2 separate regions of the Anser cygnoides genome follow, and region 2 is linked to region 1. The links are chromatin contacts, called in public Hi-C maps. All regions are on one chromosome and are shown on one strand. Each heading gives the region's core, a stretch centred on a gene start, on an enhancer-like site or on the middle of the called end of the contact. The rest is flanking DNA. Distances are from core to core; before and after follow the strand shown. Region 1 overlaps SBNO2 (strawberry notch homolog 2). Region 2 holds the start of CIRBP (cold inducible RNA binding protein).

The links. Hi-C and Micro-C count contacts between places; a contact is called where the count stands out from the background.
Region 2: a Hi-C map of liver shows a contact between it and region 1, with 5 times the contacts expected there. The contact joins the promoter of CIRBP here to the enhancer-like site in region 1. A contact is called at or near these places in 3 of 7 Hi-C or Micro-C datasets (granulosa cells and liver).

What each region holds. Positions count from the first base shown.
Region 1 is chr27:733,176-736,280 of Taihu_goose_T2T_genome, forward strand. The region is part of intron 5 of SBNO2 (strawberry notch homolog 2); the gene reads right to left. Among named protein-coding and RNA genes, the nearest start is that of GPX4, 25 kb to the left of the region's middle. Within about 2 kb of position 1,541, at least 2 of the 3 cell types and tissues checked have open chromatin away from gene starts, as enhancers often do. A contact at or near this core is called in liver, where this site is marked.
Region 2 is chr27:875,295-878,070 of Taihu_goose_T2T_genome, forward strand. It overlaps CIRBP (cold inducible RNA binding protein), which reads left to right and starts at 1,322. Exons shown (of 6, transcript XM_048051980.2): 1 at 1,322-1,441.

The DNA of each region.
Region 1 (3,105 bases), core at 291-2,790:
ATCTTGCAAACGCCCCACATGCCTTCGTCAACACAAACACAGGGAATAACTGACGAAGGTAAAAGCATTCCTGCAAGAAGCATGAACATTTTGTGTGTTTCTGTGTGAGATGAAAGCCTGCAGAGACGCGTGTCCTCCCGCAGCGTGAACACGACTGGGACAGGAGCCCTTCTGCCAGAGCTGTAACAACTGCTGGCATTAAGACAGGTCACCCCAAACACTCCACTCTGCCTTCCAACTGGGGACCTCAGGCAGAAGCCCACCTTTCAGGCCGCTCACACTCGCACCAACAGGTTACCTGTGCAAACACCGCCACTTTCAAAGGACTCTTACAAAGCCTGTCAAGACCTGATGCAAGTTTGCTATGGGAGCGCTGGGTTTGCTCTGCACCGGAGCAGTTACGTTAGCCACCGGGCCCCAGCTGCTCCGCGGGCAGCTCTGCACTGCAGTGCTCTGCGCTCCCTGAAGGGCAGGTCCCCGACAAAAGGAGCCGTGCAGACTCCCGCTGCCATTGCACACGTTTCGTTCTGAACTGGTGAGTCCCAGCGAGAGCACGGGGCTGGGCTTGCTAACGGGAGAGAAAAAGCACCACTGCGGGGAGCAAACGGGGAGACTGAAGTACGGCCGAGGAGACCCAAGCAGGGGCGGTGGGGAGGACTGAACAGGGCTGCAACCCAAAGCCGCCCCTGGGAGCGGACCGGGCGTTACATCAGAACCCCGACATTTTACAACCTTCTTACAAACTGCCCTCGAGGCAAGCATTTACTTACCGGTTTTGCAATTGTGTTTTTAACATTAAAAATGCTGTTTGAAGTAATGAAGCAGCCGCACCAGAGGGCGGCCCGTGGCTCAGCACTGGCTCTGCGAGGTTAAGGACCGCTGCTGCCACCACCACCGCTTGCACGGGGGGTTCACCTCACACCTGCGGGGCCCAGCACCTCCGCAGCGCAGATCCTGGCCGCGAAGCCCGGGTCCCAAAGGGCGCCGGGGCCCAGCAGAGCAGCGCCAGGCTGCCGCCGCGGCCGTCGTGCTCGGGGCGGGTGCCGGTGCCCGCAGGCGCCAGCTGCTGCGCCGGGTTAATGATTGCCCGGGTCCGGCCAGCCCGCCGCACCGCAGCCGCTCGCAGCGCCCAAGCCGCTCCGAGCCGGGAAGGCACAATTGAGGAGAGCCTTTGTCTGCCCCCACACAAACAAAATCGCCCTGGAATTTCCCGACAGCGAGCAAGGTCAAGCCAGCAGCTCATGGCATCCAAAGCAATCAGCGGCTCCAAAAGCGGCACTGCTTCAACTTTATAGCCTGTCAAGAGCGCCAGACTTGAAGAGACCTATGCTCCACAGGCAGAAGTGAAAAATGGGAAGTTCTTAAGCATAAACACTCTGATTATTTCCTTTTTTTAAAATTAAAGAGAAAAAAAAAAAAAGAAGAAAGAAAAAAACACCCTCCATTACTGGAAGCCTGAGTCAGAATTACCAGAAGGAAGCTGGACGGAAGAGCTATTTTCAGTGCCAACAAATCTGGAGAGCAGGTGAAACATCTCCACCTACAAATCTGAGCTCAATACCAAAGTTTCTTCTTAGGCAATAGAAGGTCCGGATCCTGCAGGATCGGGGGACGCGCAGCTGCGGCAGTGGGAAGTTCGGGTAGCTCTGGTTTTGCTTCGTGTCATCTTGCGAACAGAAACCCCTGCCGTCCCGATTCAGCAACGCGGCTTTGGCACGCGGCTTTTCGCCTCAGGTGTTACAAGGAAAAGGACAGAGACCCAGCGGTCTGGGGCAATGGAAAACAGACCCCACAGCTGAGGATACGCTGCGAGGACCAGTCCAGGCGGGGCCAGGGGCTGCACGGGGCAATAAATCACCTTGCTCCGGACTGAGCTCACACAGCTCCTGCCCCTCTCTCCTCTTGCTCACCTCACTGCCCGATTTTCTCCTTTCTCTAGGTGACGTACCTAAACCCGTTAACGTAAGAGTACACCGTGCGTGAGAACACTGGGATGGAGCAGGAGATGGACTCACTCCGTGAAGCTGCTGACAACTGCACCGAGGCTTGATCTTAGTCCACTTTCTTCCTCCTTGCATTGTTCTCCCTTTACCCCATCTCGCTGTGACTTCCATGGGAAATGAGCAGTCGCATCTGGCTGGCGAGCCAGCTCCCCCCAGCAGAAACACAATCCCTAGTACGGAGCTAGGAGAAGGGTGTTCACTGTTTTAAGTGCTATGAATGAGTTAGGCTGAGAAAAACGCGTCCACGAGTCACAAGAATTGGAGCTCCGAGCTTTCAGAGGCAGGGCTTTGTTTCCCCGATCTAAAAAGGCCGTGAATTCTCGGGAGATGGTTGTGAGAAAGCACAATGGACTACCCCAACTATTTTTAAAGGTATTTCACAACTCCATCACAAATTAAGCAAGCGTGTTTTGTCTGCTAACTCCTGCAAATATTTAACTATGTGGTAGCTCTTCCCTCCGTGCCCGCTTCAGAACTAACGCACGGAGACGACGCACCGAACACCTCTCCCTTAGTTCTGGTGCCAGCTCCCCCAGCACGGGCACACGAAGGCAGCTCTGAGCCCAGCCATTTCCTCTTGGTTTAGGAACACTCCGCCCAAAGCTTCAGCCCTGGGCACTCGAGATAAGAGTTTCTCGGTGAGCTTGAAACGTTTCAGCAGCGTGCAATCGAGCCGCGACGCTTTTCTCCAGTCCTCCTCCGTCCCCCTGCAGTAAAACACTTCCCCAGTGCTAACGATGGCTGGCAGAGAGGGGGCAAAGCTAAAATACAGATATGGTCTTTTCCGTAACATGTCTTCAAATTGCTGCGTGACAGAAAACACGTGGGTGGTTTCTGGGTTGTTTTTGGGTTGTTTTTAACGAGGACAAGCCACAAGGCCGTTCTTGTACCCGGGATCCATAGGGGGTCTCCGTGCAGGATGCATCCAACACGTTTAGGAGACGTCCCGAATATCGGAGCCCTTCAGAGATCGCTGCTTCTGCTCCGTGAGAATCTGAGACTGAAATTCTGTCTCAGGAACTTATCTGCTGTCCTGACAGCAGAGAGCAAGGCCTCCCATTGTTCCTGGGCAGAGCTGACTGTACAGCCACAGCTGATAAGA
Region 2 (2,776 bases), core at 72-2,571, 140 kb after region 1:
TGTGCTGCCTTCGGGAAAAAAATATTATCATTTATACCATGTTTGGTACCGTAATCTCTGTCACTGGAGGCTCTTTTTTATTTTTTTATTTTTAACAACAACAACAACAAAAAGGGTGAGACAAACATCTGTCAGGAGCGGGGTTGCATGATTCAACAGCCGAGCTGATCCCCGCAGTCCCTCCGGCCTCCTGTGATTTATGACTGAGCGATGATCGCACACCACAGCCTACAGACGTGAAGGCACGGCCTCCGCTTTGAGGAGCACGTAGTCCGAGCCGCCTATTTGGAGTCCTTGACGAAGCCACGGCGCTTTCACCATATTAGGTCACCACGAGCACCGCCGTCCCTTCTCGTCGGGCACCCAAAGGCGACGGAAAATGGGCTCGGGCGCAGGAGCCTGAGCCTGTGCAGGCGGCTCAGGCGTGCAGCCCTTCTGCAGGGCGCTGCACATGTTAGTGCCGCGCGGTTCCCTTGCTGCATGGCTTCCTCGCTGCATCGTTCCCTCGTTGTCCCATCGAGCAGGGCCGGTGCCAGCCTCTGCTGCAGGGAGGTTTGCTCCAGGGAGGCAAAGCAGGCGTTACGCCCAATTAACTGCCCTAACAACCTGCGAAATCTGCCGGGCGAGGTATTTACTGAGCTACTACTCCCAGCGCCGGTTTCAGCCGTAGGTAGCCCTGCGGTGTGTGTCGAGGTTTCCCTGTCCTGGGTCCATCCTGGGGCCCGTGGTGCTGGGCACGACCGCCGGCTCGGAGCAGGGGCAGCTGCCCGCAGCCTGCAGCGCCAGACGCTGCGCCTAACGCCCTGGGTCAGACGGGGAACGAGCAGATCTGGAGCACGCGAAACCTCCCGAGAGCAGCAGAACTGGGGCGGCAGCGGGGGGCAGCGCGGGCGATCTTGGTTAATAGAGCAACTCTGTCGGTGTCAAAGGAAGGGCATTGATGTGCACCCAAAGCATTATGCCCCCTGCTTTTTGTGGACAGATCCAGCCTCTGCTGGGGAGAGCTGCAGTCCCCATACACCAGTCCCATGGGGAGAGCTGCAGTCCCCATACACCAGTCCCATGGGGAGAGCTGCAAGCCCCATACACCAGTCCCATGGGGAGAGCTGCAGTCCCCATACGCCGTCCCCACAGCCTTTGGTCCTGCTAGAACTAAAACACCCCTGAAGCAGCGCAGGGAAACAGCTCCATGTGTCAAGGTCACTTTATCCGCCCTTATCACGGACCAGAAATGCTTATGTTAACGTGTCCCTAATTTAATCAGAATGCCGTGCTGGGGATGGGAGCTCAGGGCTGCGCTGTCATCTTCCCCTCTTGAAGGGCAAAAATCAATTTGCGGTCTCATGCGGCTCACGAGCCCACCCTCCTCGCTCCTCCGGGCCACGGCTGGTGCACAGGCAAAAACCACGCAGCCCCACGCAAAATTGGCCAGAATCGAAAGGTAACCCGGGCTTGTTCAGTAACTCAGACTCCCTTCAAATTGGGAAGCGCTCATTTTATTTGCACAAAATATTGTACTACTTTATCTGACTATTCAGAGTTTCATCTCGGTTTTAAATATTGCACTAATATTTTCCAAATGTTGAACCTTTTCTTCTCGTTTTACTGCAGAGTGTACCACGTGCATTTCATTACCAGTAGATCGTATATATGACGCATATTATTATAATTACTTAACGTTCGTATTCCGCTCTCAGGACTGGGAAGTTAATTAGTTTTTTTCACAGTTTTGCCAGTAAGAAAATGCTACTACTACTAGATTGATGTCTCATCAGTGTTGTATTTTTACGTGTTTTGAGCACCCCGGCGGTGGTGCTGTCCCTGCTGGCGCTGAGCTCGGCACAGCCCCGGTGCTGTAGTGCCGCAGCACCGAGCCCGCAGACGGCGTGCTGCTGCTGAGGAGGAACGAAACAGCAACAACTAAACTAACTAAAATAGCGCGTACGGCAGCAGAGATTGGGGCAGAGAGCAATACCGAGATTCCTCTGCATCTCGTAATTACTACACCCGGCTGTGTACAAAACAAACTGCGGGGCCCAGTCGGTGTGATAACAAAGCAGAGAGGAACAGCCCCGCTGAGAGCAGGGAGCGGGCAAACGCTGCTTTTCGGAACCATGGTGGGCAGAAAACTTTGCATTTTGCTGTGGTTTATTTTTGACTCTTTCCATTTCCATGCTCAGGTAGGAAACCGGTGACGGTGCCGGGGGGCGAACACCCCCGGTGTCACTGATCCCGTGCTGCCCTGCGCCGAGGACGCCCGCGGCCGTGGCGGTGTCGGGGGGAAGGAGGGAGGCCGGGCACTGCGAGCTGCAGGGGAGGGACGTGGCGGCCTCCGCAATGCACGGTGGCGGTTTTGAGGCAAAACTGCAGCTTTGGGAGGAAAAGCTGGGAAACTGGTAGCGCTTTTCAAACCAATGCAGTCCCATGCACAAGTGCATGTTCACCTCAGTTAGGGCCCTGTGGGAAGCCTTTAACGCAGAGACATTTTCACGTTAGAACCCCCCAGTCTGGGCCCTTAACCACTTCAGTGCAAAACAGAGAAGTTTTCATTTTTCATTTTTATTTTTATTTAATTAAAATGTTTGTGCTTTGGAACCAGTAACGAGGCTCTCCCGCCCCACAGGGCGACCGCCGGGCACCGGGGATGAAGGGGCGGCGGGGACACGCGGGGACGGCCCCGACGATGAGGGAAGGGGCGAGGGGCCGGGAACGGGCCGGGCCGGGCCAGGCCGGGCCCAAGATGGCGGCGGCCCCCTCAGGCGGCCCCTTTGTCTGC